Regions from separate parts of the Sus scrofa genome. Here region 2 is linked to region 1. The links are chromatin contacts, called in public HiChIP or PLAC-seq maps. All regions are on one chromosome and are shown on one strand. Each heading gives the region's core, a stretch centred on a gene start, on an enhancer-like site or on the middle of the called end of the contact. The rest is flanking DNA. Distances are from core to core; before and after follow the strand shown. Region 1 overlaps CXXC5 (CXXC-type zinc finger protein 5). Region 2 holds the start of PSD2 (PH and SEC7 domain-containing protein 2).

Region 1 (6,583 bases), core at 2,734-5,233:
CCATGAACAGCTCTCACAAGCCTAGCAACTGACTTTTCCAGAACCTGTCTGTCTGCAAGGAGATCCCGGCGAGTCTGAGGTGCCTCCGTCTGCTCCCCGGGGCACCCCGACTCCTCCCCACGGCCAGGCAACCATGTCCCTGCAGAAGCCAAGGGCAACAGGGTTCATCCTCCCCAGGCTGAAAGGGGCAGCAGTCCCAAGGTTCTTGGGTCCAAGATAATGGGGGGGGGGGGGCTAGGACAGTCATGGGGCTGGTCATAGGTGGGGAGCGGGCTGGGCCAACTAGGAACATTAGTCCTTGGGTGGGATCATGGGAGATGGGTCAGGAGTCAGTCCCCAGAGGCACGGGTTCAGGCCACGACAGGGGCCAAGATGGGTTTTGGAGTCAGGGTTTCTCTCCTGCTCTGCAGCCTCCCGCCTAGGTGACCTCGGACGGGTGGCTTGACCTACCCACGAGGACAGCCCCAGCCCCACCAGGGTCCTAGAGAGGACACAAGGGAGGGTCTCAGCACAAGGCCAGCATGCACAGCGCTCAGGACAAGCAGGGCTGCCTCGTCATTCTCACTGTCATCATCGGCCAGCGCAAGAATGGGCGTCAAGGGCCGCTCAGGCCAGGGCTGTGGGGGAACCTAGGTTGTGGCCCTGGTGCTGGCCCTGTTTGCCCTGGAGTCTGAGTCAATCCCTCCTGCCTCAGTTTCCCCAGCCCCTGGTCTGCCCTCTTACTGCAAGAGCATGGGGAGGCAGGCACACAGCAGGGGTCCGAAAGCTACAAGGAGGGTGACACTCGGTTGTCCTGTTCTGGCCACAGAAAAACCCACCTCGACTTCCTGCCAGCCGTTCCTCCTACCTCCCTGGCCCCCCAGCCCTGCCGGCTCTGTGTCAGCACTTTTTGGGTCTCCCAAGGTCCCAAAAGCTCTTCCCCGTAGGCGCGTACCCAGGTCCTCACTGCCCTGCAAAAGCTACATTTGCCACCTACAAGTCCCTGCTTGGCTCCAACTTGTGGCCTTGCTGGTGGAAGGTAAGGGACAGAGAAAGTACTGGAACCATGGTTGGCTCTGTTTCCACCCATACTATGAAGCCCCAGGAATGTCCACCCAAGGACCCCAGGTTCCTCTGCCCTGGCTCCAGTCCCAGCCCTCCCCCGCTCTGTGGCCCCAAGGGCAGCCCCTTCACCCCCACACCTCGCATTCCCATCCAGGCACAGCCCTGGAGAAGGCTAAACCCAAGATAGCGTAATTAAAGAGTCCTGGCTCTGGGGTACCACTCCTAGGGAAATGCCAGCTTTGGTGGAGCAGACAGGTGGGAGAGAGGGCTGGACTCCCTTGTGGCACGGTGAGAACCACACCCCACCATCTCCTGCAGGTTTTGCAGCTTTAAGACACCGCGAAAATGCTCACACCCATTTTAACAGGTAGCAAAACTGAGGTCAGAGGGGTTGGCCTACTGGGCCATGATTACACAGCAGGCAGGGGCCAAGCCGGGTTTGGAGCCCAGGTCTGTTCCACTCCGGAGCGCGTGGCTCAGGGGATATTCGGTCCTCCTGACCGGCCCCTGCTCTTTGATTGCCTCGGATGCCTAGGCCCCTTCTCCTCTCCCAGACCTCTGTCCAGTGCTTTATGGGGGAGGCGTGTGTGGCCAGGAGATGGAAGCCAGCCTGGACCTGAGTCCTTACAGCCACCTGCCCCTTGACCCCTGCTAGGCTGTCTCAGTCTTATGGGCCCAGACTGATCAGCAGTCTGAGTGTTTGGTGACATCCAAAGCTCTTCATGGCCGCGAAGCATCCCCATTAAACTCAGCTCTCCAATCTGCAAAACGGTGTATTTCTCAGTGTGAAAAATAGATACACCCCGCTCCAGGGAAGGCAGGCCCCCTCCCCAACAGGCAGCAGGAGCATGGAGGCTCCCCGCGGGCCTCCCTCTAAACCCAGCAGCCTAGTCCTTCCTTGTTCTCGGCCGCTTTGTCCCCATCCTGCAGGCCAGGAGCTAAGTCTGAGTTCTAAGTCCCAGGGTGCTGGTTGCAAGGCAGGAGGGTGGTGACAAGGGGCTTGGACACCGAGAGGACAGAGGAAAGCGGGTGCCAGGATGAGCAGGGAGGGCGAGCAGACAGACTCCTAGGGCGCAGCCCACCAGATGAAAGCAGTCTCATTTCTCCTGAGCCTCTGGCACCCCCAGTCTCCCAAGGACCCGGCCTCCTGAGTTGGGGGAGCAGCTGGCCACTTGGCGCTCCCAGGAAAATCAATTCTCCATGGCTTTCCTTCTCCAGCCTCTCCTCCTCCCGGCTCCTCTGCATCCCTCCCCCACAGACCTCCAACTGGCTCTGCCTGGGCCAGCGACCCCCACACCGCAGGGCAATGGGGGTTAACTCTTCCGAGCCAGAGACGTGGGCCTCCTTGCCGAGAGGGCCAAGCCAGCCTGAGGGATGGGCAAGTGGCTCCCTTCCCGTGCCCACCTTGCAGAATTCAGCTGACTACACGACCCAGGGCTGGGCCGTCTCGGTGGGCGCCTACACAGGGAGGCATCTGGGCGAGTGGGGCCCCAACCGTGCTGCAAGTGGGCGAGTGTGTGCCCGGCTGTGTGGGGTCACTGCTCCCGGCCCAGCTCTATCTGGGTGCGTGCTGGGACCGGAGGGCGACTGCCAGAGCCTGTGACAGCAGACATGCAACTGCCTCCCTGGAGCCGTGTGCGGGCTCCCAAGGGCACAGCACGCCCATGTGTGACTGTGCTTGTCCATCTGCCCATGTGTGTGCCCATGTGTGTGTATGTGTGTGCGTCAGAGGCTGGGGCTGTGTATCCACAGCGAAGGGGACCCAGCCCGGCCTGCGTGTGTCCGCTGTGTGTGCGGGGTCGTGTGGCATGATGTGTGCCAGGGGGCGGTCTGTCCCCAGCCTGTGCCCCCGGGGGTGCCGCGTGGGGCGTGCGTGCGTACGCGCCGCCTGCCAGGCCGCGGGGCCTCGCGGGGCTGCTGGGGATGGGGTGACTCACGTCTCCTGAGCTCATCCCGCCGCCGCCAGCCCGCCCAGCTCACCCGGCTCTGCTGGGCTCAGGGCCGCCAGCGCCGGGCTGGGGGGGGAGGCGCAGGCAGACGCGGCGGGGAGGCCGGCTTGATAAATAACCTGCTGCTTCCCCAGGCCTCTGAGAAAGGGAGGCTGCACCCTGGGGGGGGGGGCGGCCCTGGCCCCCCCAGGCTCTGGCTGTCCTGGCCCCCACGGCCCAGGCTGCGGCTCCGGTTCCTGTTTCATCGAAACCTGAGCTGGGAAAAGCCTATCGGGTCATCTTGCCTGTCCCGCCGGCCGCCAGGCCCAGGCAAGCTGCCCCTCAGGGGACAAGCCCGCAGCCTGGCCGCCCAGCCAGTGGGTGGGTGGGTGGGTGGGTGGGGGGAGGATATTTCTGTCCAGACTAAATGCAGCTCTAGGCCTCTGTCTGCCCCCCCACCAACAGCTGCTCCCAGGGGCCCCCTGGCTCTGCAGGACTGACTAAATATAGCCCCCCCACCCCAGCAAACCCCCCATGGTCACCTCTTCCCACTGACCCCACCCACAGGAGGGTAGGGAGAAGGCTGGGGAGCCCACTGTGTGACCCTGGGCCAGTGTCTCCCCGTCTCTGGGCTCTCAGGTATGAGACATCAAGAATGACTCGGCTCCAGGCCCTGACCTGCCTCACAGGCACCAGAGAGAAGATGAAGGTGACTAAACAGGGGTCTTTGTCCAAGGAGGCAGGTGAGGTCCCCTCCTCCAGAATGACTCCAACCTGTTTCAGCAAAAGAATGGCTGGGGGACCCCCTCCCCAGCACCCCAAGTACTTGTAAGCTCATAAACATGGCCCCCTGCACCCTGCCTGTCCCTTGCCCAGGCTGGGCAATACCAGGCTCCTCCAATCTGCCCCAGCCGGACCCTGGCCAGGAAACAAGTGGTGCCAGGCTTGGGGCGGGGGGAGACGCAGAAGCATGACAGCTGCTATTTCCTGGAGGCCACGGTTGGGCACAACCCGGGTTCCTGCCTGGCTCCACACTCCACCAGCCAGCCTCTCCGTGGCTCTGGCCCTCTGCAGGGCACCCCTTCCCCAGTGTCGGCACCGCCAGCAGCCAGGGTCCCAGCCCCACTCCCCCCACTTCACTGGTGCTGGCGGGGGGGCGGGGGGGGCAGGAAGAAGGTGCCGGATGCACCTTCTGGCCCCGGGCTGGGGAGAATGGTGGTCTCCGCAGGGCTCAACAGGCGGGGGAGGCAGCCCCAGCTCCCCCTCCTGCCTGCTGCCTGCCCACCCGGCTGCTCCCCCAGCCTCACACGCACCAAATTCCCCACATGCCTGTCTGTCTCTGACAGCTCGCGCAAATACTTGGCTGCGCGGGCACCCGCTGTTCTGAGCCCGCTTCGCCTCCTCCCCTGCCTTCCCCGGGGGGCTCTGCAGACGCAGCCAGGGACGGGAGGGGGGCCAGAGCCAAGACGCTTGGTGGGCAGCGGGGGGGTGGGGGCGGGAAGCGAAGGCAGGAGGAACCAGTCGCAATGCCAAAGCGTCAGCCTGGCCTGGGGGACCGAGGGAGCCGGGAGGCCGACCCGGGAGGCCACCCGAGCTGGCCCTGGTGGGGTGGCAGCTGCTGACGCCCCCGCTGCCCCCCGGAACCTCCCAGGAGGACCTTCCGGAGGCCTCCCACTCGCCTCGGCCGATGAAACAGCATCTGCCACCCCCGCGGCGGCGGCAGCCCAGGACGGGGCGGAGGGCACCGCCAGGCCCCTGGGGAGGGCTCTGAAATCTGGACTGTGGCCCGGCCCCGAGCGTGGGGGTGCGTCCCGGCCCTCCTGCCGGGTGAGGGGCACACCCACCGGGCTGCCACCCGGGCTGGGGACGTGGCCACTCGGACCGGCTGGGGGGCCTCGTCTGCCCCCGGCTCCCCGCTTTCCTGCTCGCCTCGCCTCCCTCCCAGGAGACCAGTGGAGGAAACGCTTCCTGAGAACAGCTGGGATTTTCCGCTGGACACGGCCTCGCTGGCCGGCTCCTTATCTGCCACCCCCACCCTCATTCCTTCTCCCAGAGTCACCCCTTGGGCCAAATCACACTCCCCGCCCCGAAGCCAAGCACCCCCTCCCCTCCCCACTGGCCTCAGCACCCCCAGTGCCCGGCACACACCCCAGCACAGAGCAGACAATGAATGGATGACCTCATGGCGCGACACTCCCCACTTTGCAGATGGGTATGCCGAGGCCAGCCCCCCATCCAGGCTCTGCCGGAAGGAGACTCTGACTGCAGGGGGCCCTTCTCTATCAATTCCCACTCGCCAGCCACACTTTCTGCCCCAGGAACCCAGGCTCCTGGAGGCACTGGGGTGGCCCCAAGCAGAACTTCTCAGGGCTCTGGGTCCAGACACCCAGCCGGCTGGTCAGGGCCGCTGGCCCCACTCTCCCACAGCGTAACGGTGGCCTCGAGAAGAATCCCAACTGTACTGTCTTTGTGACGCTAGACTGCGGGGTAGAGTCTCCTCTCCCCATTGCACAGATGGGGCTGCTGAGGCCCCCAGGGGAGGGGGGAGCTGCAGGCGGCCGTGAATCAGAGGGGGAGCTGGGAAGCCGCCCGGCCCTGCCGGCTGTCGCTGGAAGCAACAGCCTGCATTTCCTCCTCACACTGGTGCCTCGGGAAGCGTGGGCAGCGGGCGGGCGGGCGGGCACCGCCGGCAGGACCCCTCCTGTGCCTGCGGGCCAGCCGCATCCCCTCGCTGCCTGCCTGGGCCCACGCGGCCCACTCCCCAGGCCAGCTCGCTCTCCGAAGAAGGGCAGACCAGAGGCCGAACTAGGCTTCTTTGTGCCTAAGGTGCTCATGTCACTTGAGGGCACCAGAGGGAAGCCCCTCCCCCCAGGTCCTCAATGTCCCCCAGCATCAAATGAGATAGAAACGGGACCATTCAGGCCTCCTCGCAGCAGTAAAACCCACAGTGGTGTGACTCTAGACTCCCAACACGACAGGAAGCCCTCAGCTCTACGGAGTCTAGGATTCTACGCTCCTGTGACTACAAATGCCAGACTGCCAAGACCAGACACTGCCTGGAAGAAAGGGGGCCCAGCTCACCCAGTTCCCACCCAGCCTGGGGGGGGCAAGTCAGGAAGCAGAGGGGCTGGGTCTCCCATCTGGGTCAACAGGAACAGGACAGGAGGCCTGTGGGCCTGGCATAGGAGCTGGTCTGGTCCTGGAGGCCAGGCCACCATGTCGTGACAGGCACGGCCACCGAGGCTGCAGCTGTCAGGAAGCCCAGCCCTCAGCAGCACAAGAGGGGAGGAAGGCTTTATAAGCCTGCGTCCCCACCCTGCGGCTCAGGGCGAGGACGGGCGTCAGGTCAGGGCCGGTCTCGCTGCTTCTCAGGTTCCAAGCCAAGCTTCACGCTTCATCTTCCTGCCTCCACCACCCACTGCTTCCCCCTTCCCACCACGACCCCCCTCCCCCGCAGGCTCCCAGGCCAGCCCCCAAGCCCATCTGACAGATGGAAAAACTGAGGTCCAGGGAGGAGACATGGCCGGCCCCAAGGGCTCAGCCTCAGCAGCCGACTGGTCTCTGGTGGCATCTCAGCCCTGCCCCCTCCACCTCACTGCCCAGAATCCTCC
Region 2 (6,583 bases), core at 1,235-3,734, 100 kb before region 1:
TGGAGAGAAGGCTGGCATAGCGGTGACAGGGCACAGACCTCGCTAGAGCCGGCTGGGGCATGCATGCAGCACACAGAGGTGGGTGCTGGTGCTCCACGGGGTGGAAGGGGAACCAGGAGACAGCACAAGAAAGCCAGTCTGGTGTCACTAAAAGGAACTGTCCTACCATGGAACAGGCTGCCTTTTAAGGCAGTGAGCTCCCTGTCACATGAGGTGTGCAAGCAAGATGGGTAGCTGGCAGGAGGGTTAGAGAGGAGATTTCTAGCCCTTTCCAATGAAAGTGCATAGGGCCACAGCCCCTGCATCGCTGCATGACCTTGGATGCCTTTCTGTTTCCCTCTGGGCCTCAGTCTGCCCCCTCTGTTCAGTGGTCTCAGCTAAAACTATCCATGTACTTTTTCTGCAAAGATGGCCAAACCACCGGAGCTCCCCTTGCAGCTCAGTGGGTTAAAAACCAACTAGTAGGAGTTCCCGTCGTGGCGCAGTGGTTAACGAATCCGACTAGGAACCATGAGGTTGCGGGTTCGATCCCTGCCCTTGCTCAGTGGGTTAACGATCCAGCGTTGCCATGAGCTGTGGTGTAGGTCGCAGACATGGCTCGGATCCTGCGTTGCTGTGGCTCTGGCGTAGGCTGGTGGCTACAGCTCCGATTCGACCCCTAGCCTGGGAACCTCCATATGCCGCTGGAGCGGCCCAAGAAAAGGCAAAAAGACAAAAAAAAAAAAAAAAAAAACAAAAACAAAACCAACTAGTAGCCATGAGGATGAGGGTTTGATCCCTGGCCTTGCCCAGTGGGTTAGGATCTGGTGTTGCCTCAAGCTTCAGTGTAGGTTGCAGATGGGCTCCGATTCGACCCCTAGTCTGAGAACTTCCATATGCTGCAGGTACGGCTCTGAAAAGAAAAGAAATAGATGGGGCGGACTCTGGTGGTATCCCATTTACAGTCCTTGAGACTTGGGCCTGATGCTCAGTTGAGATTCAGCAGGGAGAGCCGGGGCTCCAGAGGCAGGCCAGGGGCTCAGGCCGCAGCCCTCAGCCAAGAGGAAAGTCAGAACAAGGGTTGATGTTACTACACCTTGTTATTCCCGTGATGATGGGAATACATCTGAGCTCACCCCAGAGTCCCGAACCCCCTCCTCCCAAAGGGAGGACCTCAGGGAGGGGTCGGAAGTCCTAGCCTCCCTCCCCAGGCTGTCGTGGTCCTGCCCAAGAGGGAGCCTGCTCTGATGAAGTAGGAATGGTGGGGGCCAGGGAGCGCCAAGAGACAGATCAACAAACCAGCACTCATCTGCAGAGGGCGTCATTCACGGCAGGCAGTAGTTAGAGCACAGGCGAAGGTCAAGCAGGCCTGGTCTAAACGCCCTGCTGAGTGACCTTGGGCAAGCGGCTGCACTTCTCTGAGCCTGTGAGGATGTGGCTGAGGATAAAATGAGACTCCACCGGGATGGTGATGAGCTCGTGGCTTTCTTTTATTCTCACACGCACAGTCGCTGGAGGCAGAAACAAACACAGAGCCCCGCAGAGTTCGCCCCCAGATCTGCCCGCCCCTCGGTCCCACCCCTCCAGCCCCGCCTTCCTCTCCCACCGCTTCCTCCCTCCCCTTCACCTCCTCAGGGTCCTCGGCTGCCCCCGTGCGGCCTTTCTCGGTACTGCATCAGCCCGCCCGGGTTACCCAGTCCTTGGCCCCCGCGTCCATTGCAAAGGTGAGGCGCCGCGTCATCCATCTCCTGGCCTCGGGCGGGCAAGCCGTCGTCTCCAAACCCTCAAAGACTTCATCATTCTCGGAGACCAGCCTCAACTCTTACGTATGGCTCCGGATCCTTCTTGCTGCTTTCCAGGCTGCTGGCAGGAGCCGCGGAAGCAGCACTGCACCCTGCTGGCTGGGGCGGCCATGCGGAAGCAGGGAGGTGGGCACAGGATGCACTTGAGAGAGACGATCACCTATGGAACGGGGGCCTCTGGGAGTGGCCAGACACACACACACACAAGCACCCACACGCCCAGGCCGCCAGGTGCACACACACAGGCACACACACCCGAAAGCACCAAGTGCCCATGTGTGCACCTGTCCCTGTCACGCACAGCGCCATCACTGCCCAGTCAGCCCCATTTTCCCTCTGTCCCTCCTGTGCCGTGTTCCCCTCCACCCCTCTCCCGCCCACACCTAAGGAAACCAGTGCTTACTGTAAACTGCAAATACAAATTCCTTTCCACGCCTAAAGCCTCGGATCACCTAGCCCGCCCCTCAGACCTCATCTCCCACCCCCATGCCCTCGCCCATTACTCACTATTTCTCCAGCAAACACATGGCTTCAGGCCCCTCGCGCTTCTGTTTCCTCTTCGGGAAGTGTTCTTCCCCCAGGTCCTCCAGTGCCTGCCTCCTCCCTGTCTTTTAGGCCCAGTTTATTTTATTTTTGTCTTTTTAGGGCCACACCCACAGCATATGGAGGTTCCCAGGCTAGGGGTCGAATTAGAGCTGTAACCACTGGCCTACACCAGAGCCACAGCAACGCTGGATCCTTAACCCACTGAGCAAGGTCGGGGATCAAACCTGCATCCTCATGGACGCTTGTCAGATTCGTCTCTGCTGAGCCATGATGGGAACTCCAAAGGCCCCATTGAAATACCTTCTGGACCACCAGAGCTAAGAGGCCCCTGACCTCCGTTCTCTCCAAGCGTGGTTCCTTCAAAATGTGTATCCTCTTCATTAGAGAAACACACATCAAAACCACGGCGAGATTCCACCTCCCATCCATTAGAATGACTACTTTAAAAAAGGCAGGAAATAAGTGTTGGTGAGGATACAAAGAAATTGGAACACTGGCGCATGATTAGTGGGAATGTCAAAGGGTGCAGCCACCGTAGGAAACGATCGCCCCCCCAAAATTAAAAATAGAATGAATGTATAATCCAACAATTCCACTTCTGGGGATATACACTAAAGAACAGAAAAGCAGGTCTCGAAACGATATTTGTACACCCATGTTCATAGCAGCACGACTCACAAGAGCCAAGAGGTGGAAGCAACCCACGTGTCCATCAACGGATGAATGGAGACATAAAATGTGGTGCACAGACACAGTGCAACATGACTGTCCTTCAAAAGGAAGGGAATTCTGGAGTTCCCGTCTTGGCTCAGCAGAAACAAATCTGACTAGTATCCATAGGAATGCAGGTTCGATCCCTGGGCTCGCTCAGTGGGTTAAGGATCCAGTGTTGCCGTGAGCTGTGGTGTAGGCCACACACATAGCTTAGATCTGGCGTTGATGTGGCTGTTCCCGAGGCCGGCATCTGTAGCTCGATTTGATCCCTAGCCTGGGAACCTCCACATGCCACAGGTGCAGCCCTAAAAAGACAAAAAAAAAAAAAAAAAAAAAAAAAGAAGAAGGGAATTCTGACACATGCTACAGCATGGATGAACCTCAAGGACATCATCCTAGGTGACATAAGCCAGTTACAAGATGACAAATACTGCATGATTCCACTTAAGTGAGCTCTGCAGAGTGGTCAGATTCATAGAGACAAAAAGTAAAATGGTGGTCGTCAGGGGCTGGGGGGTACAGAAGGGGGCGCTATAGTTTAATGGGTACAGAGTTTCAGGTTTGCAAAATGAAAAGAGTTCTGGGAGTTCCCGTTGTGGCTCAGTGGTTAATGAATCCAACTAGGAACCATGAGGTTGCAGGTTTGATCCCTGGCCTTGCTCGGTAGGTTAAGGATCCGGTGTTGCCCTGAGCTGTGGTGTAGGTTGCAGACTCGGCTCGGATCCTGTGTTGCTGTGGCTCTGGTGTAGGCCGGTGGCTACAACTCCGATTAGACCCCTAGCCTAGGAACCTCCATATGAGCGGGAGCGGCCCAAGAAAAGGAAAAAAAAAAAAAAGAAAAGCATTCTGGAGATGACAGCAGGGATGATTGCACAACAATGTGCATGTACTTAATGCTAGTGAACTGTACACTTCAAAATGGTTGAGACAGTGCTTTTGTTAGTTGTCTCTAACCACAATTAAAACTAATAAAATGGACTTTCTGCTGTGGCTCAGTGGCTACGAACCTAACTAGTATCCATGAGGATGTGGGTTTGATCCCTGGCCTCACTCAGTGGGTTAAGGATCCAGCATTGCCATGAGCTGTGGTGTAGGTGGCAGACGAGGCTCGGATCTAGCGCTGCTGGGGCTGTGGCTTCAGCCAGCACCTGCAGCTCAGATTCGAGCCCCAGCCTAGGAACTTCCATATGCTGCAGGTGTGGCCCTAAAAGAAAATTATAGGCCAGTATCTTTGATGAATATAGACACAAAAATTCTCAACAAAATTTTAGCCAGCAGCATGTAAAAAAGATCATACACCACAACCAAGTGGGATTCATCCCAAGTTCACAAGGATGGTTCAACCTACGCAAATCAATCATCATGCACCACATCAACAGAAGAAAAGTCAAAAACCACATGGTCGTCTCAAAAGATGCAGAAAAAGCATCTGACAAAACCCAACATCCATTCATGATAAAAACGCTTACCAAAGGGGGTAGAGAGGGAACACACCTGAACACAATCAAAACCATTTATGACAAACCCACCGCCAATATAATACTCAACAGAGAAAAGCCGAAAGCCTTCCTGCTAACATCTGCAACAAGACAAGGATGCCCACTCTCACCCCTTTTTTCAACACTCCAGTACTGGAAGTCCTAGCACAGCAATCAGACAAACTAAAGAAATACAAGGCATCCAAACTGAAAGAGAAGAGGTAAAACTGTCACTGTATGCAGAGGACATGATGCTATATACAGAAAACCCTAAGGACTCCACCCAAAAACTACTGGCAGTAAACAATGAATTCAGCAAAGTAGCAAGATATAAGCTGAACATTCAGAAATCAGTTGCATTTCTGTATACTAACAATGAAATGTTAGAAAAGGAATATAAAAATATCTTCTAAAATCAAACCCCCCAAAAAATGAAATACCTAGGAATAAACCTAAGGATGTGAAAGACTCATATGCTGAGAACTATAAAACATCAATTGAGGAAATTAAAAAGGATTCAAAGAAATGGAAAGATATTCCATGCTCCTGGATTGGAAGAAGTAATATTGTTAAAATGCCCACAGCACCCAAAGCAATCTACAGATTCAATTCAATCCTGATCAAATTACCCATATTTTTCACAGAACTAGAACAAATCATCCAAAAATTTATATGGAACCATAAAAGACCCTGAATTGCCAAAGCAATCCTGACGGAAAAAAAAACCAAGCAGAAGGCCTAACTCTCCCAGACTTCAGACAATATTACAAAGCTACAGTCATCACGACAGTGTGGTACTGGTACCAAAACAGACATACGGACCAACGTACAGAACAGAGAACTCAGAAATAAACCCAGACATCTAGGGTCACTTAATCTTCGACTAAGGAGGCAAGAATATAAAATGGGAAAAAGACAGTCTCTTCTGCAAGTGATGCTGGGAAAACTAGACAGCTGCATGTAAATCCATGAAACTAGAACACACCCTCACGCCATGCACAAAAATAAACTCAAAATGGCTTAAAGACTTAAACATAAGACAAGACACCATGGGCGTTCCCGTCGTGGCTCAGTAAAGCCCACTAGGAACCATGAGGTTGCAGGATCGATCCCTGGCCTTGCTCAGTGGGTTAAGGATCTGGCGTTGCCGTGAGCTGTGGTGTAGGTTGCAGACAAGGCTTGGATCCCGCGTTGCTGTGGCTCTGGTGTAGGCCGGTGGCTACAGCTCCGATTCGACCCCTAGCCTGGGATCCTCCATATGCCTCGGAATCGGCCCAAGAAATGGCAAAAAGACACACACACACACACACACACACAAAAAGACAAGACTCCATCAAACTCCTCGAAGAGAACACAGGCTATACAATCTCTGACATCAACCTTACAAATGTTTTCTCAGGTCAGTCTCCCAAAGCAATAGAAGTAAAAACGAAATCAAATCAATGGGACCTAATCAAATTTACAAGTGTTTGCACTGCAAACGAAACCATAAAAAAAAAAAAAAAAAAAAAGACAACCTATGAAATGGGAGAAAATAGTTTCAAATGATGCAATTAACAAGGGTTTAATCTCTAAAATATACAATTTATACAACTCAACAGCAAAAAAGCCAACAACCTAATTGAAAAATGGGCAGAAGACCTGAATAGACATTTCTCCAAAGAAGATAGGCAGATGGCAAACAGGCACATGAAAAAATGCTCAGCAAGTCAAAACTACAATGTAAGAGAAATGCAAGTCAAAACGGCAAGGTACCACCACACACCAGTCAGAATGGCCATCATTAATAAGTCCACAAATAACAAATGCTGAAGGGGGTGTGGAGAAAAGGGAACCCTCCGGCACTGCTGGTGGGAATGTAAATTGGTACGACCACGATGGAGAACAGTATGGAGGTACCTTAGAAAACTAACTATAGATCGAATATACCCCAGCCATCCCACTCCTGAGCATATATCCAGACAAAACCTTCATTGAAAAAGATACATGCACCCCTATGTTCACTGCAGCACTATTCACAACAGCCAAGACACGGAAACAACCTAAATGTCTATGGACAGATGA

The links. HiChIP or PLAC-seq counts read pairs in DNA pulled down with a chosen protein or histone mark.
Region 2: an H3K27ac HiChIP or PLAC-seq map of skeletal muscle shows a contact between it and region 1. The contact joins the promoter of PSD2 here to the enhancer-like site in region 1. A contact is called at or near these places in 1 of 5 promoter capture datasets (liver), 6 of 47 Hi-C or Micro-C datasets (brain, epiblast stem cells, liver and 3 more) and 1 of 2 datasets of contacts at active chromatin or transcription factors (skeletal muscle).

Annotation. Positions count from the first base shown.
Region 1 is chr2:141,489,176-141,495,758 of Sscrofa11.1, reverse strand. The region is part of intron 1 of CXXC5 (CXXC-type zinc finger protein 5); the gene reads right to left. Among named protein-coding and RNA genes, the nearest start is that of CXXC5, 11 kb to the right of the region's middle. Within about 2 kb of position 3,983, at least 31 of the 83 cell types and tissues checked have an H3K27ac peak or open chromatin away from gene starts, as enhancers often do. A contact at or near this core is called in retroperitoneal adipose tissue, skeletal muscle and subcutaneous adipose tissue, where this site is marked.
Region 2 is chr2:141,587,625-141,594,207 of Sscrofa11.1, reverse strand. PSD2 (PH and SEC7 domain-containing protein 2) reads right to left here and starts at 2,484. Exons shown (of 19, transcript XM_021084878.1): 1 at 1,607-2,484; 2 at 1,279-1,490.